6 separate regions of the Sus scrofa genome follow, and regions 1, 3, 4, 5 and 6 are each linked to region 2. The links are chromatin contacts, called in public Hi-C and HiChIP or PLAC-seq maps. All regions are on one chromosome and are shown on one strand. Each heading gives the region's core, a stretch centred on a gene start, on an enhancer-like site or on the middle of the called end of the contact. The rest is flanking DNA. Distances are from core to core; before and after follow the strand shown.

What was found. Hi-C and Micro-C count contacts between places; a contact is called where the count stands out from the background. HiChIP or PLAC-seq counts read pairs in DNA pulled down with a chosen protein or histone mark.
Region 1: an H3K27ac HiChIP or PLAC-seq map of alveolar macrophages shows a contact between it and region 2. The contact joins the promoter of ZNF330 here to the promoter of USP38 in region 2. A contact is called at or near these places in 2 of 2 datasets of contacts at active chromatin or transcription factors (alveolar macrophages and skeletal muscle).
Region 3: an H3K27ac HiChIP or PLAC-seq map of alveolar macrophages shows a contact between it and region 2. The contact joins the promoter of ELMOD2 here to the promoter of USP38 in region 2. A contact is called at or near these places in 1 of 5 promoter capture datasets (liver), 1 of 47 Hi-C or Micro-C datasets (liver) and 1 of 2 datasets of contacts at active chromatin or transcription factors (alveolar macrophages).
Region 4: a contact with region 2 is called in a Hi-C map of liver, with 10 times the contacts expected there. The contact joins the promoter of LOC100523624 here to the promoter of USP38 in region 2. A contact is called at or near these places in 1 of 5 promoter capture datasets (liver) and 1 of 47 Hi-C or Micro-C datasets (liver).
Region 5: a Hi-C map of embryonic fibroblasts shows a contact between it and region 2, with 2.4 times the contacts expected there. The contact joins the promoter of ABCE1 here to the promoter of USP38 in region 2. A contact is called at or near these places in 2 of 5 promoter capture datasets (fetal liver and liver), 2 of 47 Hi-C or Micro-C datasets (embryonic fibroblasts and heart right ventricle) and 1 of 2 datasets of contacts at active chromatin or transcription factors (alveolar macrophages).
Region 6: a contact with region 2 is called in a Hi-C map of skeletal muscle, with 5 times the contacts expected there. The contact joins the enhancer-like site here to the promoter of USP38 in region 2. A contact is called at or near these places in 2 of 5 promoter capture datasets (fetal skeletal muscle and liver), 3 of 47 Hi-C or Micro-C datasets (embryonic fibroblasts, heart right ventricle and skeletal muscle) and 1 of 2 datasets of contacts at active chromatin or transcription factors (skeletal muscle).

What each region holds. Positions count from the first base shown.
Region 1 is chr8:86,035,097-86,039,368 of Sscrofa11.1, forward strand. ZNF330 (zinc finger protein 330) reads right to left here and starts at 1,642. Exons shown (of 10, transcript XM_021101553.1): 1 at 923-1,642.
Region 2 is chr8:84,599,116-84,603,763 of Sscrofa11.1, forward strand. USP38 (ubiquitin carboxyl-terminal hydrolase 38) reads right to left here and starts at 1,929. Exons shown (of 10, transcript XM_021100666.1): 1 at 670-1,929. The coding sequence starts at 1,351.
Region 3 is chr8:86,543,660-86,548,274 of Sscrofa11.1, forward strand. It overlaps ELMOD2 (ELMO domain-containing protein 2), which reads right to left and starts at 2,993. Exons shown (of 9, transcript XM_021101556.1): 1 at 2,863-2,993; 2 at 1,595-1,749. The coding sequence starts at 1,736.
Region 4 is chr8:82,862,081-82,866,139 of Sscrofa11.1, forward strand. It overlaps LOC100523624, which reads right to left and starts at 2,749. Exons shown (of 13, transcript XR_002346751.1): 1 at 2,727-2,749. LOC102165892 (a long non-coding RNA gene) reads left to right here and starts at 2,887. Exons shown (of 8, transcript XR_002346753.1): 1 at 2,887-3,481.
Region 5 is chr8:83,351,940-83,356,219 of Sscrofa11.1, forward strand. ABCE1 (ATP-binding cassette sub-family E member 1) reads right to left here and starts at 1,269. Exons shown (of 18, transcript XM_003129170.6): 1 at 1,046-1,269. ANAPC10 (anaphase promoting complex subunit 10) reads left to right here and starts at 1,371. Exons shown (of 5, transcript NM_001177927.1): 1 at 1,371-1,386; 2 at 3,012-3,138. The coding sequence starts at 3,024.
Region 6 is chr8:86,068,017-86,072,126 of Sscrofa11.1, forward strand. It overlaps LOC106504720 (a long non-coding RNA gene), which reads right to left. Exons shown (of 4, transcript XR_001298412.2): 3 at 3,503-3,607; 4 at 1,215-2,288. Among named protein-coding and RNA genes, the nearest start is that of RNF150, 18 kb to the right of the region's middle. Within about 2 kb of position 2,760, at least 7 of the 83 cell types and tissues checked have an H3K27ac peak or open chromatin away from gene starts, as enhancers often do. A contact at or near this core is called in skeletal muscle, where this site is marked.

The sequences.
Region 1 (4,272 bases), core at 392-2,891, 1.4 Mb after region 2:
CAATACAGCAAAATCACATACCAGCTTGTACCTAAAACAAAACTAAGGTCATTCATAAAAGTTTTCCTACTTTATGGGTTTCAACTCTAACGCTGGAATGCCCAATCAAAATCCGAGTGGGAGTTCCCGTCGTGGCGCAGTGGTTAACGAATCCGACTAGGAACCAAGAGGTTGCGGGTTCGGTCCCTGCCCTTGCTCAGCGGGTTAACGATCCGGCGTTGCTGTGAGCTGTGGTGTAGGTTGCAGACGCGGCTCAGATCCCGCGTTGCTGTAGCTCTGGCGTAGGCCGGTGGCTATGGCTCCGATTCGACCCCTAGCCTGGGAACCTCCATATGCCGCAGGGGCGGCCCAAGAAACAGCAAAAAGACCAAAAAAAAAAAAAAAAAAAAAAATCCGAGTGGTCGTTAGCTGAGACTTAAAAATACAGACAAACCAGGCCGAGAGCTTTAACTGAGTAAGTGGTTACTGGGAGTAACGTCCAAGTCCACTAGGTCACTCTTCCAGTATTTAAAATGACAAAATACACAAGGTGAAAAAAATGTGTACTGCCCTGGCCAAAGGAGTTCATAAAATAATCACAGGGTGATCATCGAATGAATTCCTGCGTCCCCAGGGGTGAACCCGCTAAGTTGAGCCTCCTTTTTTCCGCCTAGTTTGTTTTGTAAACTTTAAGAGTGAATTCTATTTCTCAGCCTTATATGGACTTAAGCCCTTCCCGAGGACGTGGCCCGTGTCACGAAATGAGGAAACAAGCCCAGGGTGCCTGCAGCTTTGGAGGTAAGTCTGCAGCCCGAGGACCCTGCGGGGCGCAGGGGGCGTCCAAAGGAGACGACGTAGGTGCCACGCGGCTGGGGGAACCAACAGCCGGCCCCCGCCCGCGGGGCACCCTCCCTCGCGCGCGCTCCGGGCCGACCTCGCTCACCCTCGCAGGGAGGCCGGGCTCACTCCGGGGGCCGAGGGGCAGGGATAGCGTGAGGCCGGCCCGCAGCAGCACCAGATTCTATTCCTGGACCACGACTCCGGGTGGAGAAACGCTACTAAACCCACGGAAGGCGGACCGAGCAGCTTCAGGGTACTGAGAGCCGGACCGGATGTCCTCTGACGTAAGCAACGTCCTCACGGCCGCACGTCGACAGGAGAGGACACGCCCACTTCTGTTCGCTCCGCCCCGGCCCTCCCTCTCCCGCGGAGGGCGGAGCTCCCAGCCCTGGGCAGAAGACCTGACCAAGAGGGAAGATGGGGAAACAGAAGGAGGAAAAAGATGGGGAAGGCCTCCTCAATTTTGTTTTTAGAAAAGGAGAAATCTAAAGGAAGAGACAAAACTAAGAGGAAAAAACTTCTCCATGAGGGCTTCATCAAATCTCCCCTTTCTCAAACTTCTACCACTTCCACTTCCTCCATCAGTTTTAGAAGATATTGTTCCCTCCTATCTCATAGAGAAAATAGAATAATATCAGTAAGAGCTAAACAATATCATTTTGTGCTCCTGGCCTTCTAATTTCGTTACATGTATAGCATTCACTCCTAATTTTACATATGATGAAACTTGGGCGAAGAGAATATGCAACTTGATTCAATATTACACAGAAGGTTTAGCTTGTCATATCATCTCTTGTAGCAATTAAACTTTCTTAAAACTTTTGGTCTCAGGACCCCTTGAAAACTCTTAAGACTTGAGAATCCTAACAAGTTTTTTTATGTGGGTTATACTCTACTGATGTTTATCAAATAAAAAAAGATAAATTTTTAATGTTTACAAATTTATTAAAAATTATATTTATAGGAATTCCCGTCGTGGCACAGTGGAAACGAATCCGACTAGGAACCACGAGGTTGCAGGTTCAATCCCTGGCCTCAATCAGTGGGTTAAGGATCCAGCATTGCCATGAGGTGTGGTGTAGGTCATAGACATGGCTCGGATCTGGCATTGCTGTGGTGTAGGCCAGCGGCAACAGCTCCACTTGGACCCCTAGCCTGGGAACCTCCATATGCCGTGGGTTCAGCCCTAAAAAGACAAAAGACAAAATAAATAAAATAAATTCATTCAAAAAAATTGCATTGATAAATCTATCACATGTTAGTATAAATAGCATGTCTTTTTTTTTTTTTTTTTTTTTTTTTTTTTTTTTTTTGTCTTTTTGCCTTTTCTAGGGCCACTCCCGTGCCATGTGAAAGTTCCCAGGCTAGGGGTCTAATCGGAGTTGTAGCCACCGGCCTATGCCAGATGCACAACAACGCAGGATCCAAGCCACATCTGCAGCCTACACCACAGCTCAAGGCAATGCCAGGTCCTTAACCCACTGAGCAAGGGCAGGGATGGAACCCGAAACCTCATAGTTCCTAGTCGAATTCATTAACCACTGCACCACAACGGGAACTCCTAAATAACATATTTCTAAGAAAAATAACTATATTTGCTCAAACAAAAAACGTAGAAGAGTGGTACTGTCTTACATTTTTGCAAATCTCTTTAAAGTTTCATAGAAGGCAGCTGAATTCTTGTATCTGCCATTTAATTGAGAAATGTTTCGATGTTTCCATTTTCCCTGTGGAACCCAGCAGGACCCTATGAGGCCTTCCCAGAGTAGACCCCACACCCGTCCTCCACCTGCCTTTTTATCTATAGAAAAACTATAGTCAAAGAATCAATTTAATCAGAGAAATGAGATAAAACAGAGAAGAAGTAAAACAGTCAAGCAAGACAGAATAATAATAGTTTAACCATTCAACAAAATCCAGGATCTTTAGATCTTCCTCAGAGACTATAGATAATATTCTGAGCCATGTCCTTAGAGCTGTTTTGCAGGTGCCGAAGCCCCCACAGGGCAGAAGAAGTTAACTGTATGCTTCCCACAAGCATGTAGACCACAGACGGGGTTGGAACCGGAAGCTTGATAACACTGACTCCCAATGACCTCACCATCAACCAATCAAGAAAATGTCCACTATCTGATCACGCCCCGCTACTTGACACTATAAGACCCCTCACCACGCCCTCCAAGGGAGCACATTCCTTGAGGCACTAGCCTGCTGTGTTCTCTCTTTGCCTGGCAATGAAAGATACTTTTTCTGTTTCCTCCACCTCTGTCTCTACATTTCTATTTGACATCGGGTGTACAGAGGCAGCCACACCTACATGTAGTTAGCCAAGGATATTGCAAGGAACCCTCTGGGAAAGGAATGGGGGAATTATTACAATGTACATGGTATATGATACTTCAGGGCCTTCTTCCCATGGATATCTTCTCTGTTCATGGTTTCCAGATCCAAAATCTGGCTCAGACTTTAAAACTAGGCAAAGAATGGGGACTCAGTATTAGAGCCTTGTTCTCGGGCTCCAGATGAGACAATCCCTTGATTTCTTTTGATTGTATAAACTGAGCAGTATCCTTGTTTGCTGCCCACTCCTTTTGTTCCCAGAGACACCATATTCTGTTATCCATTTCCCTAATCCAAGGATCAGACCCCCCTCCCAGCTGCCACTCTGCTCTTGCCACTCATTGCAATATGTGCCAGGTTACATTGTAACTTAAGCCAAGTTATTAACCCGGTGACCAGATTTGAAGGGAGCAGATTTGAAGGGAGCAGAGGTTGTACAAAGAGAGGGCCTCTACATGGAATTCAAGCCAGGGGGTGCGTGAGCCATTATTCGGGAAAACTGGACCATGTTTAGACTAAGAGGGTTTGGAGAATCCAGGGATTCTAGACTAGTAGGTGTCACAACCCAGCCTGTTGCATCAGCATTTCTTTCTTTCCAGTCCAGCATCCTGACCATAGCACAACCAACCTAGCTGGGCTGAATGGTTTTTAATCTTCTTTGGAGCTCTGCCACCCTTATGATTAAGGGGCTGGGCCTGTCTCCCTGCTCTTTCTGCCCTCCCACTGCGGGAGATAAAAGCCTCTTTATTTGCTACCAAAGAGGCCTTCTGAATTTTACTCTTAGATTTTTAATAGCCTTTAACCATTCTCAGCTTTTTCCTTTTCCCAAAGAATCAATCTTGCTTAACAAAGTCAATTCCACTGTCCTTAAGATTACTGTTTCCCTCATATTTCTTAAATGTCTCACATGCTGCACTCACTACTTCCATTAGAATACATCCTAGTTCACTCAGATGACATGTTGAACTATTACACTGTTACCTTGTGCCAAGGTCCATCTGTCCTACATCTATCATCAGTGAGGAGGTCCTCATTGACTGTCAGGTGGCCAATGATTCAAGTCAAAAATCCCATATTAGCTCCTACTTTCTTGGCTCAAACCTGACATCAACC
Region 2 (4,648 bases), core at 679-3,178:
CTGGCAATAAAGCTCTTTCCTGCTAAGTACTTAACCCCTCCCGGATTTCTAATGACACAGCTGATGGGCTATTTACACCTGGAACTCAAAAACACCTATTTAAGCCTTCACTTACTTTCCCTTCCCTCACTCCACCTGTATCCACTCTCACAAACTACTGTAGGTAGAAAATGGCAATATGCAAGAACTACATAGTTAAATAGGATAATCAGTAATAAAACAAATGGCATCCTCCATGAATTAAAAAAAATCAGAGAATTCAGAAACTAAGGAACAACTCATTCCAACAAGGTGACAGAGTCATAGCACAGTAATAATATGGTAAACATTTTTAATGCGGCTATTAGTCACTAATGAATAGGAGCTTTATATAGTAGCTGTCATTGGCAAAGCATTCCATAACTTGAGCAAAGGCTGGGTAATTAAGCAACCTGTTTTGCTCCAAAGGTCTAAGACTGACGTTCTCAACCTTTAAAACAAAAACACTGACTGTTTTTTAAGGTCCAACGTGACAGCCAGAATAGGGCAGTGGATGGGAATATGGATGAGAGTATTAAGAATGTTCTCCCATTAAGATGTTTTCAGAGCAGGGAAGCAAACGCGGTGTGTACATGAGAGGCACATATTAAATTTCCAAGAGAGATTTTCTTGGGGTGGAAGGACCCTTACCTGTGGAAGAAATGCTTGCAAAAACTTCTTGCAGGGAAGGCAGCAGGGTGGAGGGCTCCCCCTTCCAGATATTCTGCAGCAAGTTACTCACTTTTGTCACCTGCGAGACATATTCCCGCAGCTCTTTCTCCTGGGTGGACACGCACTGGAAGTGGCCTATCGTTCGAACCAGCTGTTGACAAAAAGTGATGGACAACTTCCCCTTGGGGATGCACTGCACGAAGTCGCTCAGGAGGTCGCTGAGTCGGGCGCACAGGTGCGGCTCGGGCCTCTCACACACCATCCGATGCACCTCCACCTGCAGCAGGCTGAAGAGGTCCAGCACCGAGGGGCAGCTCATGATCAGTTTCAAGCCGTTGTGAATGTAGTCCAGGATGGCTACGTCCTTCCTGTCCAGCGAGTGGTAGCCCTGCTGAAGGAGGCCCAGCACGAAAGTCTTATTGAAGAAGGACTCGAATTCTGGCCGGTGGTACCGCGCGTAGGCCTCCAGCACTTGGTGGCCCACTTGCCGCTGAAAGGGGTCCTGGCCCTCCAAGATAAGCCGGGTCGTCAGGTCAAACATGGCCTCGCACTGCGCCTCGTCCAGCCAATTCTCCGCCGACTCCACCACCTTCCTCACAATCACCCGTTTTAGGGGCAGGGGGTGCGAAGAGCTCACCAGGCCCTCCAGGATCTTGTCCATTGTCGCCACGCTGCAAAGCCAGGGCCAGGTGGTAAGGAGCGGGCAGCCACAACCCCGAGGTGTGCCTGGAGAAACCCGGGACGGAGGTGAATTTGGAGAGCAGCAGCTGGACCGACCACCGCCACTGCCTGCTCAGTAGCCTCATTTATCGGGCAGAGAGGGCCATCCAAGCCCGGGCGGGAGTTGGCAAGCCTGGGGCGCGTAAGAACCGGCACCGTCAGCGGTGGGCCTAAGAAGCCAGAGGCCCACACTCCGCCGCTGCCCCGGGCCCGCGGTCCCCTTCAGCATCAGCGCGGAGAGGCCAGCGGGGCCCCCCGGAGGCGGCGGACGTTCAGGCCCCGGGGCTGAGAGCGGGAAGATGAGGAAGTGCGCCTCCGCGACCCGTGGCAGATGTGGGAGTCCGGACTCCAACAGGTCGCGGGATAAAACCCGCCCTGGGTAGAGTCAAGAGCTGCTGTCACGGAGGGTGCCGGATCTGCCGGGGAGAAGTGGAGGTGGACACCCTTGACCCGGATGCAGAAGTGCAGCAAACAGGAAGTGAAGGAAATCGGAACTTCGGAAAGGCCCGCCCCTCCGCCCCTCCGCCCCTCCGCCCCTCCGCCCCTCCGCCCCTCCGCCCTCCGCCCCTCCGCCCCTCCGCCCCTCCGCCCCTCCGCCCCTCCGCCCCTCCGCCCCTCCGCCCCACCCTTCACCCTCCTTCTCCGCCCCAGCTCGTTTACACACTCCCGGGCTGCGCTCGGGGGCCCGCCCCGCCCCTTCGGTGCTACGCAAGCGCGGCCGCCTCTCTTGGAGTCGCGCGGCGACGCCCCCATCGCAGGGGATCCTTTGTAAGTGGTAGGCGGCTTTTCTGGAGGAGCGGCCAAGGAGCGGAAGTGTTAGAAGTGGCTGCGATTCTAGGATTCCCACCTTCCGATCTCTGGATCTCTGTCCGTTCTGTCCCGGTCAGGTTGCTTGTGATAGGCTGATAAAAGTTTATTTATGTAAAATCTTGTTAATGAGAAAGTTTTGGAAGCAGGAGTAGAAAAGCATTTGGGGAGAAAGTAAGGAAAAGAACTCAGAATTCGGATTGAAGGCAAATCGTTTAAGGTCTTAGATCTTTCATCAGTAAATGAGCTAGGGTTCTTAAATGCCAGTGCTTTACTCTTACATTGTGGTAAGGGATGTGTTGGCGGCAGTATACATTTGGAAACAGTTGTCAATAGAGGTTTGCTTTAGCAAGCTTTTAGCAAATCTCTTTCTCTCTCTCTCTTTTTTTTATTTGTAGGGCTACACCCGTGGCATATGGAAGTTCCCAGTCTAGGCGTTGAGTTGGATCTGAGCTATGTCTGTGACTTACACCACAGCTCGCTGCAACGGGGTATCTTAACCCACTGAAGAGGCCAGGGATGGAACCTGCATCCTCATGGAGCCCAGTCGGGTTCAAAGGTTCTTTACCACTGAGCCAGATGGGGAACTCCAGCAAATCTCTTTTAAATGAGCTTTTATGGCATATGGAAAATTTGTAAGTTGTCCAGAAAATGGGTGTAGAGTAAGGTAAATGATAGGTGAGAAAGAACGAAAGAGTATTTTGAAAAATAAAATACAAGCTTAAATTTTCATAATGTTTATATGTATGCTAACACTGAAGATGGTTTATAATGAAGAACAGATGAAGTCATCCTCCTTGTAGTCTTTCAAGTTAAACTGCAAAGATTCACAGTAAGAATTTAGTCTTTAATCAGAGGCCTTTAATTTGGAAAATATTGCCTAATTATAGCCCTGTTAAGTCTTCACCAATGTAATTGTGAAATCATTAGTGGCCTGTGATACTGACAAACTTTAAAAAATGGTTCATTTAAAGTATCCAGTGGAAAAATGAACAAATTGTAAGCTATTTACTTTGCTAAATAGTGTTTTGGTTTTTACCAATTTATAAAATGGTTATACTAGTATATTTAACACAGCAATTAGGGTAATCTTAAAAAGAATAGCAGTTTAGAGGAGGTAAGACCTGGGTAGAGAAAACCTGAGACCGAGTTTTCAGAAAGAGATAGAAGATAAAAGATAATTGATGGATCTAAAAAGCAATCTTGCTACAACACAGGAATAGCTTTGGAACTTTTTCTTTTCCAATAGATGGAAGATAGAACTACGGAGAAAAGTTTGGCTTTGCTGGGAATGGTGCCAATACTGGAAGACAAAAATAAGGTAGAAAGCAAAGTATTATGGATGAATTCCTCTGTGGATTTGTTGATATCCTGTAACTTATATACTAAGGTGTAAAAGTGAAAAATACTCTGCTTTACATCCTGTGTTATGTGATAAGGGAAAGGAAACAGAATGTTAGTTTTATATATATTGATATATAATCTAAGCAAATTATTACACATTCATAATGAAATAAGCAGGAAATGCTTATGTCAGTTGCAGCCCAGTTCCTATAACTAGTCATGTGGTTATAATTGGTATTTATAACAACCTTTTCCAACTATCTATTCTGTCTTCTCTTTTCTGTCAACAAGTGCCTCAGATGGTTGTGGTTCTTTGCATGGTGGGGTGACCCAAACCTTCATTCCTGAAGAGTTTCAACCATTAGTAGTCCTGCCTGGATTGATTATTGTAGATTTCCATTGACTTTAATAACACAGCATGGTCATACTAAGAGATGCATTAATCTCTTCTATTCCAGACTGAATGAATTCCTTATCTCCATTGTGGAGTTGCTGTCCAATTTCTTCTTGATAGTCAAGATGAGTCACCCCTGCCGGCAGAGTAACTCCTTCTTTACTTGTTGATTCCTAGGTATGAGGAGTCCACGGTGGCCTAGTGGCATTCTTAACTCTCATTTCAGTGGAATCATTGTTGCATTTCCTCGTGGTAGCATCTTTCTTTTGGAACTAAGACTTCTAAGCTAGCAGAGCGTAAGGTCACAGGAACAGAGAGCAGGCATTTTGCTAATAAGTCACTAGTAGAAATAGTGGTACCATTCCCATTTCTACTGCTTGTTTTCTAGACCTATGAATCCTGGCCATGAGAAACAGCACTATGTATCAATGCTGATTCAGAGCATACACAGCATTGTGAGCACTTTGCCCCACTTCTGCAAGTTCTAGTCACCTAGCTAGCACTGTAACTGAGCCTTCAAAAGGCAGTTCTACCGTTCTGTTAAGCCACCTGCTTCAGGGTGACGGGAAACATGGTAAGATCAGTGTAAGTTCCATGAGTGTAGGTCCACTACCTCACTTCATTTGCTGTGAAGTGAGTTCCTTGATCAGAAACAATGTCATGTAGAGTACTAAGATGGTTAATAAAGTATTC
Region 3 (4,615 bases), core at 1,743-4,242, 1.9 Mb after region 2:
TTACTGGTTGATTTACAAATTTGTCTGGCAAACTATAAAGGGTCTCCTTTTCTTAGCAAGTTGAAAAATTAAAGAAAAAATGCTCTTGCCACAAAATAAAGCCTTAACAGGTTTTTCCCCAACAGATACTGCTAAGAGTTCTTATCAAGAGGTACTTCGTTACTCTCAGAGCAGTCAACAGAGCAAATCAAAAGAGCAGGCAATAATGTAAGTCAGCCACAAACTGTGAAAAAGCTAGGGAAGTACGAGTTGCCCTGAGATTTACTCTCTCCTTGCGTCTGTCGTTCTTCCCCTGCTGTCATGGATACCAACACCCGCTCCTCACATCTTACAGGAGTGGATTTCTTACTTCAAGCACGCTTGTTCAACACAAAGGAGTTTCTGTTAAGTCATGATTTTTCCATTTAACATAGTGAACATGAACTGCAGCCAATCCCTGGTCTTCCTTTCCTTACTCTGGTTAAAGAGAAATGACTTTGATTATGTTTCTCATTCTTCTATTTTTTTTTTTTTTTTTTTAGCTTCTATGCTAATCTTTAAACTTTTTTTAAAAATTTTTTGTCTTTTTTTCCAGGACCCTACTCACAGCATATGAAGGTTCCCAGGCTAGGGGTCTAATTGGAGCTATAGTAGCTGGCCTATGCCAGAGCCACAGCCACGTGGGAATCCAAGCCTTGTCTGTGACCTACACCACAGCTCATGGCAACGCCAGATCCTCAACCCACTGAGTAAGGCCAGGGATCGAACCCGCAACCTCATCGTTCCTAGTCAGATTCGTTAACCACTGGAGCTACAATGGGAACTCCATTCTTCTGTGTTCTAATTTAAAAAAATATTTTCAATTAAGTATGGAAAGCTCATCAATTTTAGCACATACTAGAGCAGCACTGCTCAAAAGAAATATAATGTGAGCCAAAATGTGAGCCACATATGTACTATAACATTTTCTAGTAGCCACATTAGACTAAAAGAAACAGATAAAATTAATATATTTTAATCCGAGAGCCAAACATTATCATTTCAACATACAATAAATATAAACAATTAATAAGATCACTTTTATTTTTTTCATATAGTCTTTGAAATCCAGTGTATATTTTATACTTCTGCACATCTCAATTTAGACTCATCACATTTGAAGTATTATAAACAGCCACATGTGGCCAGTGGCTACTGTACAGGACAGTGCAGATTTTTAGTAGTACTGTTTTCATGAATTACATGAGATCAAAAGATTGATGAAGAATGCTGAATATGAAAAACGGACTCCTTTCCCTTGAGTGAAAATTTCAAAGGGCTTACAGAAGTAGCGAGTTTCCTCTAGAAAGTAGTAGTATAATCTAATATACAACTGATGAATTTCAGGAGCTAGAGAAGATTACTCTTTGCACAGATGCAGAATTAAGTAATAACGAGTTTCTTTTTTCTAGAAAATCACTTTTAGAGCTGGAAGACTTCAAAGCTAGATTTCAAAGATTATGAAACTGAGATTAAGTGACTTGACCATGATACATGAGTACATCTGTCACTGTAAGCACTGAGAACATTAAGTTAAAATTTTATTCGTTTTCAATTATTCTTTTTTGAACATTACCTATTCTGTGTGTCCTCTGTGCACCTGCATAGGTATCAAAAATTCGCTGCAATTCACATTTTCCAGTCATCTGTCTTAAGAGCCATTTCATCCAAAATCGGAAAAAGTGCCCATAGAAGAACTCCCACAAAGAAATAAACATTTTTTTTTTTTCCCTGAAGAAGGAAATACAGGACAGGTTTAATAGCTTTAAATTGGATTTTTTAAAAGGGGAAAAAAATCACAGTTTATCCAACTCATCAATTCCAAATTACACTAATATAGTTATTTCATTATGTCTATTTTAGTAGTAGTGTTTAAGCATCTAAGAAAACAATGACAGGTGTAGGACATAACATTTAGATTAATTAAATGATGGCTGGTCAAATGGCCAACTTACCACTTTTAAACAATTGTGAAAGTCAAATTACTTAATTAGATTCACGCTCTCAGTTCTCTATTTTAGTTTCTTATTTTTTGAGAACAGGGCTCAACTGCTTAAGAACAAAACGACCCCAGCTAAGCAACAGTGAAATCAAATATACCATATATCAGAATTGTTCGTATAAGGAATAAGTCTTCTTAAACCCTGTGAATAATTCCAGTAACATCTGTCGCACAGGCAGGTGATCCCAGCAAATAAGAACACTACATATGGCTTACAAACTGAAGTACACAAGTTGAACTCGGAGTAAGAATCACACCCTGGCTAATGGTCGATATTCCATTCAACAAGTGAAGGGCAGAAATAATAAGAAGAGTAATAAACGACACCCTCGATAAGACAGAATCTTTATCCCATAAGAAAAATCTTCAATTCCTAAATGAAGCGGGGTCGGGGAAATGCAAGTCAGGAGTAATTACTCAAAAATGCTCATCTCCTTCCTGCCTTAAACTCACAAATATATCACTCCATTTCCCGAGGGAGTGTCAAATTCGAGATTCCCGCAGATCAGTGCAAAATCAGTGCAATCAAAAATGGGCTGAACTGTGACTTTAAAATGAATCCATCTGTTCCTCGCTCATCAGGACAAAAGAAGCCGAAATGCCAAGCGGAGGAAACGCCAGCTCGCCAGCCCTCGGGGAGCCGCTTGCGCCGAGCCCCCCTTCTGGAGCCTGGCCAAGCCCAGCTCGCGCCCAGCCCAAGGGTGGGAGGGAACCGCTAGCACAAAGCCGCGCCGGCCCTGGCGCCCTGCGCGGACTTTCCGTAGGACACCGCGGGGTTCGCGCGCCCTCAGCTCAGCAGCACCCAAACGGCGCCGGGCAAGAGGAAAAGAAACAGCAGCCACCTCACGAGAGCGGAAGAACTAGGGGGAGCTGGAGCTGCCTCGGTTTCCCCAACTGCAAACTGCCGGCAACGGAAACGACGCTACCCGCGGTCCGCTCCCTGCAAGCACCGCGACCCGGAAGTCGGGAGCCAGGCAGCGGGAACGCCTTCCCCGGGACTCTGCTCGCCCCCGTCCCGCCCCACCTGCTCGCCGATAGGCCCGAGGTCCACCAATCGCTATCTCTGAAAGGACGTCGCTCGGAGCTGCCGCGTCGCGCGTACTCGGATTCCAGGAACGCCCGACGGTTGCCCTGGCAACCGCTCCCTCGAGGCACACCCCACGCCGAAGATTGGTCTTTGGTGCGGCGGCTTCGTAGACTTTTCTCGCTTTGAACTTAAGGTCTTTTGCGTAAGTTGAAACCGTGTACTCCTCCTAGATTCCAGGCACCGGAGAAGCGATGTGCTTTGTATAGTTTTAATAGCGCCAAGGGTACAGAAGCGCTTTCACCTATATTTAATCTTAATTCTGTGGTTTAATTAGTAACAGTCCCACTTCAAGAATGAGAAAACGGAATTTACGTTGAATGACTTGCCCGTGGCAGATAGAGAGCCCTGTACGTTGAGTAAAAAGTTTGGACTTTGTCCTACAATAATAAAAAGCTAATAGCTGATTCAGCGAACATTCATTCCTTAACTAGTTGTTTTTTTCTGGAAAAAAATAATTTACGGTAATTTATGCACATGATTTTTTAGAAAAATCGAACCTCAAACAGTACATTCATTAATTCAACAAGTATGTGTTGATTGTTATGCACCAGGCAGTGTTGCAAAAGGGAGTCATACAGTCAATAAATGAAAATATTTAGTATGTTAAATGGCACTATAGTAAGGGGTATATTAGGGAAGAGAGGAAGAGTTTTACATACAGGGGAGTCAGAGGGGTATCGGTGTTAAGGGGATATTTGAGCAGTGTTTGGAATGAAGTAAAGGAGTATGTGAAGGGAGAATATTCCAGACGCTAGAGAGTATTTCAGACACTAGAATGGCAAGTGCAAAGGCCTTGAATCAGGAGCATACTTCATAAGTTGGAGGAATAGCAAGAAGGGTAGGGTGGCTGGAGGAGAAAGACCAAGGGGAGAATTAAAACGTAAGTAAAAAGACAAACATATTGAAAAACAACTTTCACTGTCATGCACAACTCCTGGTCCTTCAGCCCCCATGCTCAAAAGGAACCAGTATTAGTTTCTTTATACCTCCAGGGACATTCTGGCAAGTAAAATTATAAATATATATTACATCCCCTGTTACATTACCTCCATCTCCTATTTAACATAAATTTTAACAAAATAGCAGTGCACACTTTTCCACACCTCAACCAACATTTTTTAAAAGGTGCTAGTTGTAAACACTAGACATGTAAAGGGTGTATAAGCCACCATCCCTGCCCCATAGAAGCAACCAACAATCAACTTGGTAATGAAATCTGGATATGTACTATAATAATAAAACACAGACTCAGATCTTGAAAGAAACTTAAAGATCAACTCAATGGATATTTTTCGTTGTACATAAAAAGATTCAGAAAGGCAAAGCAAATTGGCAAGAAGTAGAAACAAACCTTTATTTCAGAGGTCTCTCGGTTATTACACAAGACCTTCATATAATAGAAAGTCAGATAATTCTGTAGTACAGTTATATAATCCTTTTACCTTTTCAGTGTGCTACACTGAAGATAGAGTGGGCAGAAAGGAACATATTTCCTTGTCTCCATGCTG
Region 4 (4,059 bases), core at 1,499-3,998, 1.7 Mb before region 2:
CTGGCAAGTAAAAGCGTGCAGGATTTCCAAAATCAATACATTAGGTCAGTGTCTGAGGCACAGCGAGGTTCACAACAGGCAAAACAGTGTAACACCACGTGTTTTCATTTCTCAGTGCTAATCACTTCTGATGTGAAGATAAAACTGTCAGACGCCATCAATGTTTACCATCTCCCTCCACCCAACAGAAGGCTTTACTTTCTCCTTTTCAAATAATTTCAGCAAACTTTGGTAGAGAAGAATGATTTTTTAAACAAGAAACTTTTAAATAGGTCATTGTTATATAAGAGTAATAAAGAACACATTCTGAATTCATTCGGGGAATATTCTAAAGTTCTCTGTCCACTTTACCTCTTATCACTTTCCAGGTTAAGACTTAAGATTTCCCAAAGTATACTTTTAGGTTTCAATCTTTGGGGGAAGTCTCGATTTTTCACAATTCCATTACCCATCAATGTCTTGATTCATTTCCGCTGCTACTAGCCGAGTTCAAATCTGAAAAAGTCTAACTAAGGGGCTCTGAGACTAGCTATGGGACCTGGGCAATTTCTACTACTCACCATATGAAAATATGAAGACCTACACCTCAGGGTCATAGTAAGTACAAATGAAATAGTATTCAGGAGAGGGCCTGGCATCAAGCAGGAGCTAATCAACTGTAAGGAACCTTCTTTTCTCTTTCTCTCCTCCCCTCTCCAGTCCTCCATCTTCGACTTCACAGCAGACTCATACTGAACTGTTAATGGGATCTCCTTACTAACCCAAGTAGAATCCCTCCAAAACTTCCCTACAGCCTAGGACAGGGGTTCTCAAAATGTGGTCCCCAGACTGGCAGCAGCTCCATCAACTGAGAACTGATAAGAAAGGGAGATTCTCATGCTCCATACCTCCTGAACCAGAAACTCTGGAGGCAGGGTCAAGTCTGCCAGCTGATGGTGATATATGCTCAAGTTTGAGAACCACTGCCTGAGGATAAAGTCCTGTGTGGTATTGAAGGGTTTCTCAAACCAGTCTTCTTCTACTTACTGCACTTCTCAGACCTCTCCTAGGGTTTACTCAGTATCTTACCATCTTCCAAACCTGCTGCTTACTTTCCCAATTGAAATTTTACTCGCCTGCTACATCCTTCCTCACCATGACCCCTCTCCTATTCAACCCAGGTTCAACCCACTGTTTTCTTAAATCCCTTCCTGACTATCATGGTTTCTAGGTTTTCCTCTTTTTAATCCAAATTATTTTTGAGTACTCAGGTGATAATCTGCAGAGGTCATAATCTGGTTGTTCCTGGCCCACAGAGGGTGTGCGAGTGCAAAACTAAATTGGTTGCCAGTAACATTAAAAATCAAGAAAAGGGAGTTCCCGTCATGGCGCAGTGGTTGACGAATCCAACTAGGAACCATGAGGGTTGCGGGTTCTATCCCTGCCCTTGCTCAGTGGGTTAGGGATCCGGCGTTGCCTTGAGCTGTGGTGTAGGTCGCAGACGCAGCTCGGGTCCCGCGTTGCTGTGGCTCTGGTGTAGGCTGGCGGCTACAGCTCCGATTAGACCCCTAGCCTGGGAACTTCCATATGCTACAGGAGTGGCCCTAGAAAAGGCAAGAAGACAAAAAAAAAAAAAAAAAAAAAAAAAAGTCAAGTCACAAAAAACACAGATTTGGGGGCTGTGCTGGACAAAATGTGATCTGTGTATGAGAGCGCCACATTCCTACACCACAACAATCAGCTGAGGGGCAAAGTCTCAACCACTTACCAGCACCTTCCACACCAAATGTAGGCTTTTAGGCGTCTTAAAATACCTCAAACTCTAACTTACATTTCTTAGTTACATGTAACTTTTCAAGTTTTTTTTGTCCTTCCTCACAGACTACAGTGTTTAAAACAACTGAACCGTCCTGACCTTTTTTCTTATTACCTTGAATACAAAACGTTACTACATGAAAGAATATTCTGGACACTGTACACTTCAAAACAATTGGGAATCTGCACAGGTTTTCAAGAAACCTTTGACTTTCTACAAACTTGGAAAAGCTATAGTAGTGTTTATTTTCCAAAGAATATGTATTAGGACACAACTCTCAAGGTAATAAGAAATTTTACATGCTATTTTGGCTGAGGTTGTCTTTCATGTTTTAATGAGAAAGGCAAATTATTTGAATCCAGTACGTTTGCTAGAAGAGACCAAGCCCACGCCTGGCACAGTATTTGACAGAACATAGATGCTGTTTGTGACTTGGAGTTTGAACTCTACTTTTATATCCCGGATTTGATTCCATTAAAAAAAAAAAAAAAAAAGAGTTTTAATTTCACTCTTTGGTAGTGGCTACACATGACTATCGCTGCCTTTTTCCGACCCAGCCTCTGGTTCACCATTCGCCAAGCTTGGCAGCGGCAAAGTACCAGCCACCTTACCAAAACTGCCTTAATGTGACACAAGGGAAAACACACAAACCTGCCCCAAGTGATAAAATACTCTCAAACGCTGTTTAGAGAATTTCCTTTTTAAGGAGAAAACAAAACCAACCTTCCCTTTGAACCCAGTTTGCCGACGGCCTGCTCGTCCACATCCTGCCCAAACCCCCATCATCCACCTCAATAGTCTCCTCCTCCTTCCCCCGCCCCAAATCCTGCAGGGGGCGCCCCGGACGCCGAGATGGCCCCCCGGCCGGCGGCCCGTGGCGGGAACCCGGCCTTGACTCGTGACGCCGCACTAAGACTTCCCTGTAACTCACCCTCTCGAGGCCGCGGAAGTGCGGCCCCGCCCCGCCCCTTCCGCCGGACCTGTTCGCCCCGCCCCCGCCCTCGCCGGTGCGCAGGCGCCGAGCTCACTGCTGGCGCGTGGACCCCGGGGAGCGGCTGGGGGCGGAGCGCCGAGGTACGGGGCGTGGCGTCTGTCCCGGTGGACGTGGCCGAGGGCTTTGGGCGTGTGGCGCGGGCTCTTGAACATGAAGACTTCCGGGGCTGCGGTGGTGGGGAAGTCGACCGGCTGCCTCGTAGCGGAAAAGTGAGCGAGGCAGAACAGTTTACGGTCTTCACGGGTAGCTTTTTCGAGGGTAGGGTCCGTTCTCATGCTTGGCGAAGCCCGGGAGGTGGAGCCTGATCGCAGCCAGGCCCTTGCAGCCTGCGGCGGTCCGTGAACGCCGGCCTCTCCCTCATCTTCCAGTAAGCTTAGGTCTGAGGTGGAGGGCGAGGCATGGTATGTTTGACAAGCTGGAGAAATAAGGGGACTCAGACTTCGCAAAGCAGTTACCAACCTGTTGGAGTAAATGCTCAACGTTCAGCTTAAATGTAACTCAAGTTTTTAAAGCTTGGCGTAGTCTTTCACGGTTGAAAGACTAGCAGTTTTTTCTCTTGAAAGTTACCCATTCGTATTGATTAATATTTCCTAACCTGTACCCGGAGCCAGGACCCATGCTCACAGCCATCGCAAAGTCGCAAAGGGGGAAGAAGGTGAAAACCAACATGCTTAAGATTTGCGACCAGAATGGTAACTCATTTTTTTGGAAACCCTGTTAGATCCTGTAATAATTATTATCACCTGAATTTAATTGAGTTCTAGGACTTTTAGGAAAAACCGATGTCTCCCAAATCTTTGCTGTAATGTAATAAAGACAGCATCACTAGGCAATAGCAAGGATCAAATTACGGAGAATAAAAATATATGCTAGTATAATATTATGCTAATATTATAATTACTATCTGGAGCCAAGACCTCAGTCTTCATATGTGATTTGCGTAATTGCATACATTTGGGAGGGGTTAGACCTTATTTGATACGAGTTGACACTTATTGAATATAGAGCAATAAAAAGTGAATTAGTCTTCCTTAACATCTTTATTGTTTGGACTAAAAGACCACTACTTTTATCTCAGAGTAGTTGTAGACCCAAGAAAAATCACTTGTAGAAAATAAAAAGAGGGTCTAGTGGAATGAATGCATGGAGCAGTCAGACCTGGTTTCGAATAACAGCTCCTGAACACAGTAAATGCAATAAAGATAGAATTTGGGAGATGTTACTTCCTTTTTTTAACCTGGGGCTACTCATCTGTACAATGTTTCTGTGG
Region 5 (4,280 bases), core at 19-2,518, 1.2 Mb before region 2:
CTACATAATGTTTCATTGACTATTCCAAACCATTAAAAAAAAACAAGACTGTAGGAGATGATTTTTATAAAATAAAAGCATAGCAGAGATGGCTAATAACCTGACTTACATCAAAAAGTGATAAATTATAATGTATTTAAGTGGACAGATTCTTTGAAGAACTGTTAATTAACTGTGTCAACACTATTAATTAAATTTCCACGTCAGTTTAAAGAAATGGGCAGGATTCCCTCCTTTCTTTTTCAATGAGAAAGATACAGCACAGGAAGGATTGCAGGGAAAAACTCTATAATAAGAGACTCCTGGGAACAAACAGGGCTCTGAAGATATTCAAATCTCAAAGTACACTCTCTTCAAAGTAAGTATTTTCAGTAAAGACATCACCGGTAATCTCAAGGAGTTTAAGATCTAAAGAGGAAAACGGAACGTGCAGAGTACCATAAAAGCGCACCCAAAATGCTAATGGCGTTCACCTGGGAGATTACTTGGAACAACCTCGGTTACAGCTGAGAACACGCTGCTTTGAAAAAAGTGCTGACGTTTGGACATCATTTCTCTAAAGACTGGGAGTGGACAAGAAATATTCGACTTCATGGCGGCAAGATGCCATGACTCATTGCCAAATCTCCAAACAGTGGGGAAAAAAGGCGACGACGTCCCATAATCAAATACGCACGTGACATTACATCCCCTTCACCGGGCCGGGGGAGTGGGGGGAGTAGGGGATGCGGCTTTCTAAAAGATTCAGTTCCAGAGTAGGAGCGCGGTAAAGCGGGGAGTGGAGGCGGTGGAGACTGGAACGCTGAGGGGACGGCGGGCAACAGAGGCGGAAAGCCAGGTCAGCCTGGAGGCGCCCTCAGCACTCGGCTGCGCCCGCGCTCCGGCGTTACCAGCTGTCTCCCTCAAGCCGGCTGCTACGCGCCGCTGCCGTCTCCACCGCCGCCACCTGAGGCCTAACCAAAAGCTCTCCGAGAATGCCACTACCTGCGTTTAGACCATGCCAAACCGAAGCTAACGGCAAAACCCCTCCGGGCTATTCACGTACCTGGAGAAACAGATTCCCCTTGGGGAGGGGAACGCAGAAGCCAAATCTGCTCTTGCTTTCACTTTTCAGCCACACAGCGTGTTCCTACACACACCGGCCAAGATGGCGGTGCCCAGCCACCGCCTCGCGCATGCCACAGGGGCGATGTACGCGTGCGCGGCAGAGCACGCCGGGCAGAGCCCTGGAGGGAGGAGGGCGGGACGATGGGATGACATCATCGGACTGCGACCCCAATTGACGTCGTTGGGGAAGCTAGGCGGTTCTGGGAAGGCGAGGGGGAGTGGCGCGGAGCAGCAGTGGATTCCGAAAACCTGAGTGGAGGCAATCCGGGTCTGCAAGCTGTAAGTGCATGGGCTTTCCCCGACGTGGAGAATGATTCCAGCTTAAACAGATGCGATCTCTTCTCCACTGTCAGTCTCCTTTTACGCTTCCTATTTCAAGGCCGATGGGTCAGGAATGGATCCTTAGCGGTTGCCCATTCTAGCGCTTCTGGAAGGGATGTCAAACGGAACCAAGAGAGTCTGGTCCAGGCACTGCTTACTGTGGCGTTCTCTCCTTGGCCTCACCTTATGAATGATGTGGCCAGGAACCCATTCTTCTTCGAGCTCCGTGTTTTATCCACTTGGTGGAGTCCAGTACCAAGTTCAGCAGCTGAATTCTCCGCAATGTAGAGATAGCTCTTCCCTTTTTGGACATTTTTGGACATTTGACAGTGTGGCCACAGGTTTTATTGTCTCAACCTAGACCTTACTTAGACCAACCTAGACCTTGAGAAATACTTTAGTTTATGATGGAACTTATTTATTTATTTATTTATTCATTCAGTAAATTGCTAATGGAGCATTTAAGCCTCAGGCCTTTCCGAAGTTTACAGTCCAGTGTGTACTATTATTTAAGCGGTATCAAGTGCTTGTGTAGAGATTAGGGAACAGCTGAGATGTCAAGGAGACGGTAAACAGACCTTTTAGGCCAAGTTTATAATATCATGTACGTGTAACCGCGTTCAGCAGCTGTAACTTTGCACTACTGAAGCAGTTTTACGTGTTGTTCACTAGACAAGAGGATAAACTAGTGATTTAGAATAGACCAGTTCTTCACTTCTATACCTTAAAGGCATTTTTCTGACTTTATATTCTACAGTAAAAGCACGTATAAATGGAACTTTTGACGACCAGTGAGAAGATGTGATTTTTCTCTGCATCACTTAATGGATTTTTTAAAATGTTGACCAATATTTACATATTTCTGGATTAAAGGTTTTTAAGTCTGACTTTTCGAGGGAGAAAACTTCATTAGGAATTTTTACTCACAGATGTATAGAACTTCATAGCATTACAGTTATAGATCCAGTCAACCCCTTTGACAGACAGGAAAGGAAGTAAAGCCCAGACCTGGCCAAATTCTAGGCTAAAGGAGTGACTAAATCTGACCCCTTGACCCTATACCCTTTGACTACTATATGCTGTTGCTTTGCACATCTCGTAAGTCATAATATGTTGTATTTTAGAAACAAAAACTGAATTCTCAAGAGTTTTTAATTACAGTGATTGAGTTATGTCGCCTTTTAAGAAATAGATGATTGATATTCAGGGCATATTTGTGATCCATTTGGCTATTTCATTTTATTTTTATTTTTTGTCTTTTTAGGGCCATACTCTGGGTATATGGAGGTTCCCAGGCTAGGGGGCAAATCAGAGCTATAGCTGCTGGCCTACACCACAGCAACATCAGATCCTAGCCGAGTCTTCGACCTACACGGCAGCTCATGGCAACACCGGATCCTCAACCCACTGAGCAAGGCCAGGAATCAAACTTGCGTCCTCATGGATGCTAGTCAGATTTGTTTCCTCTGAGCCATGATGGGAACTCCATTTGGCTATTTCATTTTAATTTTCACCCTTTTATAAAAGGTGCTGAGCCTTCCCCCCCCCCCAGTATAATGTGGATATTCTTTTTCTCTACATAGAATATTTTAAATATGACCACACCAAACAAGACACCTCCTGGCGCTGACCCTAAGCAGTTGGAGAGGACTGGAACAGTACGGGAAATCGGTTCACAAGCTGTTTGGTCACTCTCATCTTGCAAACCAGGTATAGTGAGCTGTTTATAATAACTATTTATAGTTTCCTTGTACACTGGACTGACTTGAATGTTCTTAGTGTTTAGATGCTTTATTTTAATTCTAAAGCAGATTTAATTGATTTTCACTTATGTCTCTTCTCAGTTGCTTTACTAGTATTCACTTCAGTTTAACTGCACATGTCATGAGGTCTCTCTTTTTTTTTTTTTTTTGGCCTTTCCTAGGGCTGCACCTTCGGCATATGGAGGTTTCCCAGGCTAGGGGTCTAATTGGAGCTGTAGCTGCTGGCCTACACCATAGCCATAGCAACACGGGATTCCTAACTCACTGAGCAAGGCCAGGGATCAAACCCGAAACCTCATGGTTCCTAGTCGGATTCGTCAACCACTGCACTACGACGGGAACTCCAAGGTCTCTTTATCCAACCCTCTCTCTGCTATGATTCAGTTATTTGGTTAGCATTTTCTTTTTTTTTTTTTTTTTAGGCAAGAAATAGATTTATTAAGATAGGACTCTTGTGAGAGATGCAAGCGGGCAGGCATGGAAGCTCTGACCCCAGCATTTTTAAAAAGTTGAGCTATAGTTGATTTACAGTGTTGTCTTAGTTTCTGGTGAATAGCAAAGTGATTCAGTTATACATGCATATGTATCTATATATTACTTTTCAGATTTTTTTCATTATATTTTATTGTAAGATATTGAATATAGTTCTCTGTGCTATACAGCACAACCTTGTTATTTAGTTTATATATAGTAGTTTGTACAGCTTTTTGTTGCAGGGGTGCTATTTCTCTAGATGGGATAAGTGGGTGACAAATTTTTGAAGTGATTACATATCCCCAAATAATTTTATTTTACTTTTGGTTGGGATTGAATTCTTGGGAGGCAGTCTTATTCTCTCAAACATTTGTGGATACTACTTCACCATTTTTTTTCTGTCATGTTGCAAGAAAGTCTATCACTATGCCTGTTTTTATGTGTATGGTGCTATGAATTTTAACAAACACATACAGTCATGAAAGTACTATCACAATCAAATATAGGATATTTCTAACATCCAAAGAAATTTCCTCATGCCCCTTTTTAATCGGTCTTCTGCCCACTCCCAAACCTCTGACAACCTCTGATCTGTTTTGTGTCCCTTTGGGTTCA
Region 6 (4,110 bases), core at 1,510-4,009, 1.5 Mb after region 2:
AGAACAATAGCCCAGGAAGTTCTACATGCTAAAAAAAGAAAGAAAAATGTGTTCAATGATTCATGACTGTGATAAGCTAAATAATAAAGGTACCAGGACTATAATGACCTTCACAGATGTCAAAAAGAAACGAATGGTGACTAATGCAACAAAATGAAGGTTAGATATAAAAGGTGAAAATAAGTAATCAACAACTAGAGATTGAAATTTAATAACTTAAATAAAGTAGATCTAAACCGGAATAGATCACTCAAAGGAAGATGAGAATATTGCAGAGTATAGTGGGAAATTTACTTCAAAATATGTCCTTGTTCACTCTGAATCCCATGTCAGACATTAATATTTTTATTGTGCTTCTTGGACCTTTTTCTGCTGCTCAACTGCTGAGTGTTTTGTTTCTCCTGCCTAAATGAATTACTCTGAAACATCACCAAATTGTAACATGACAAAAAATTACCCAAGAAATATTTATCGAGAAATTAATCTTACTCTGTATTTTCCCATGAGGAGATACAGTTTTAGATTATTTGTAAAGTTTTGCAGTTATCCTTCTTTCTCTTCTGCACAAAGACCTCTTATACAATGATATGATATTTTGGATAAGATTTGTTAGGATATCAGATTAGATTTGTTAGGCTATCAACCAGCATTTTTCCTGTAATGCAGAGTTCTAATTCCTCCAGCCATTGCCTTCCATCAGGCTTCCTTTCCATACCTATTCTTGTAGCAGTTGATTTGCCTTAGCCAAATAATCCATGACAGCTTTCAAACATTCTCTTACTTGTCTGAGAAAGAGAAAGTGGGTGTAGAACAGCGTTTTTTTTCAAATTTTAGCAACTTTCAGATAATCTGAAGTGTTAATGAAAACACAGATTGCTGGACCAGCTTCACGGGTCTCTGGTGGGCCTGATGAGGTGCATATGTAACAGGCTACTGCTGATGATCCTGATCTGGACCCACCTTCCAGCATCATAGCTGTAGAGCACTGGGAAACTAGGGAGCTATACAACCAAGGGCTGCTGTGCCGTTCTCGGCGTTGTTGCAGGTTGTAACCATCACAGCTAACCCCCAACTGTAGGGTCTGTCACTTTGATTCCCTCTCCTCAAATATGAGAGATCTACTTTTTTATACTCACTTTTCAGATTGATTTTGATCTGCTTTGACCTGACATTTCTAGTGTGCCATCCTAGAAGGTCAAGTTCTTTTACTGGACTTTTTTTTTTTTTTTTTAATTTCTCAGGTATAGCTCAAAACATTAAAACTCTATTTCCAGGATTAACGTCGTCTTCCCCAGTGTGCTACAGCTTTACCAGAATAATTTATGGTCAAGTCCTCTCTGCCCTCACATCCTCCTTTCCCTACTCAAAGCCTCTGGAATAGATAAACAAAAATATGGAGTCTGGATAATTTTGTCTTTCCCACTCTCTGGGCTAACGCCCAGGTATGTAACTACTGTCTTATTAGCAAACAGAGAGAAGAATGACCTCTGTCCAGAAACAAAAGCAAAGTTACAGTTTTTCTTGAATTACCTATTGGTGCCTCGATTGCCCCCATATATGTCCTGGGTTATTTATTTAAGGAAACAATATATCTAAAAAGAGATCTACGAATATAACCAATGAATTATAGCATTTTATAATAGGAAAAATTGAGAACAAGCAAAATGTCCATCAAGGCAGCTTCCATCTGGAGGCTCCACTGTCCCCTAAATCTTAATAGAATCCACACAAAAAATATAAAAGGTAAGGAGAGAGGGCTTGTAGTCTAAAGCGGGGGATGGCAAACTTTGGCTGGTGGACCAAGTCTGGTTCACTGCCTGTTTGGGTGCACGTAACAAACTGCTTGTAAAACACATATAGCTATGTTTTTCCATTTTAAAATGGTTGGAAGAAAAAAAATCAATACGCTAGTAATATTTCATGACATGAAAATTTTATAAAATTAAATGTCAGGGTTCATAAACAAAGCATTGTCAGGACACAGCCCCACTCAGACATTTACGTATTGTCCAGAGCCTTTCTTTCTTTTTTTTTTTTTGTGCCCTAGTGACAGATTTGAGACATTCCCACAGAGACCCAGGATGACCCACCAAGTCTAAAATATTTCCTTATCTGGTCCTTTACAGAAGTTTGCTAACTTCTAGTCAAAGATGTGGAAATGGTTTGTAAACTAAGTAACCCAACTGTTTCTTTGCTGTTGAACTTCTCTCCCTTCCGTGTGGTTTCTTAGATCCACTTGGGGGCTACTGCTTACAGCATTTCCAAACTGACTTGACTGAGGAGCCCTCCTTTTGATGGAAGATTTCACACCGTACATATAAAAAAAAAAAAAAATCAGTTTAGGAAATGTTGTTCTGGAGCACAATGTGGGGACACAAATTTAAGAAAAAGTAATAAAGAGCTAATGATGCAATTTCAGATTGCTGGGACTGCCTTGCAAGCATCGCCCAGGGAAAAAGAGGGTTTGCCTTCTAAATGTCTCTCAAATTATATCCATGGGAAATACAGATGGCTCTTCCTTGGGTATATAACAATGAGGGAAAAAATCAACTTTGAGGAAAAAACCTTTTCTGTTAACGAAATAATCGCACCATCTCTGTTACAAAAAAGAAACAGTAATTCTAAATATAGATAAATGTCACAGGGAAAAAATGGCTATGTTGGCTCAGCAGAATGTTTTGCAAATGTCAATGCTAAAAACACTAAGCTTGAGCTATGTATAACTGCAATTCCTAAAAGCTTTGGAAAGTCAGTAATTGTTACGTAACAGCCATCACCATTTCGCTGGGGATTTTAAGAGGATCAGCCTGTTCGTTCCCAAATAACATATTCTCCTTGCGTGGAGTTTTAGCGACCTCTAGTGGCTGTCATGTTATAGTGCTTTCTGTTTTCTCAAACTCTCCGTAAAAAAAATTACAGAAATGTCATGCATTCTTTTCCAGATTCTAAATGTTAATCTTTTTATTTAACAAGTATTTGTTGAGTGTTTATCATGCTGTTGGCACTATTCTGAGCATCAGGAGAGAAAAGCACAAGGCGAAGAGTCAGATGATGGAGCCGTAGGGCAAATGCAGTGACTTAAAAAGCTGTTTTGATTCCTAACATATGATATCACTTATATGTGGAATCTATTATAAAAAAATGATACAAATAAACTTATTTACAAAACATAAAGAGACTCACAGACTTCAAAAACAAACTTATGGTTACCAGAGGGGACAGGCGGTGAGGAGGGATGGGCTGGGGGTTTGGGATTGGCATTTGCACACTGTGGTCTATGCAATGACTAGAGTTCTGCTGTATAGCACAGAGAACTCTACCCAGTATTCTGTGATAATCTATGTGGGAAAAGAATCTGAAAAAGAATGGTTATGTGTATGCCTGAGTCACTGAGTCATACAGCAGAAATTATCACATTATAAATCAACTATCCCACAAAACTTTTTAAAACGGGAGGGGAAAAAAAGCTGTATGACTCTGAACATGACTACTTTTGACTTACCTGATCCTTGGTCTTCTCACAGCATTGTTTTTTTGTTTGTTTGTTTTTCTTTTTAGGGCCATACCAGCAGCATATGGAGGTTCCCAGGCTGAATCAGAGCTACAGCTGCTGGAAAGAATTTTCTTGTTATTTAAAGAAGTTAAAAAAAAAGCCAAATCAAAAAAATCACAAAGTGATAACAGAATGAGGTGAAGCCAAATGAATTGTGTATGAGAAAAAAAAAATCACAATGCAATACGCTTAGGTTTCATTCTCTTAAAGTTTCTCTACTTTGCAGAAAACTAAGATTTTCTTCCACATAATAATTTGATTTTTGTTGCCACTTCAATTATATTTTGTATCATCTCAACATAGCTATTTTGAAATGTAATGATAAAGAAAAAATGTCCTATAATAACTAAGAATTTCTCCCTTTTCCCCTAAAAAAAATTTAAAAATTAAAAATTAAAAAAAAATTAAAAGAGGAGTTCCTGTCATGGCTCAGTGGTTAACGAATCCAACTAGGAACCATGAAGTTGTGGGTTCGATCCCTGGCCTTGCTCTGTGGGTTGAGGATCCGGCGTTGCCGTGAGCTGTGGTGTAGGTTGCAGACGCGGCTTGGATCCCGC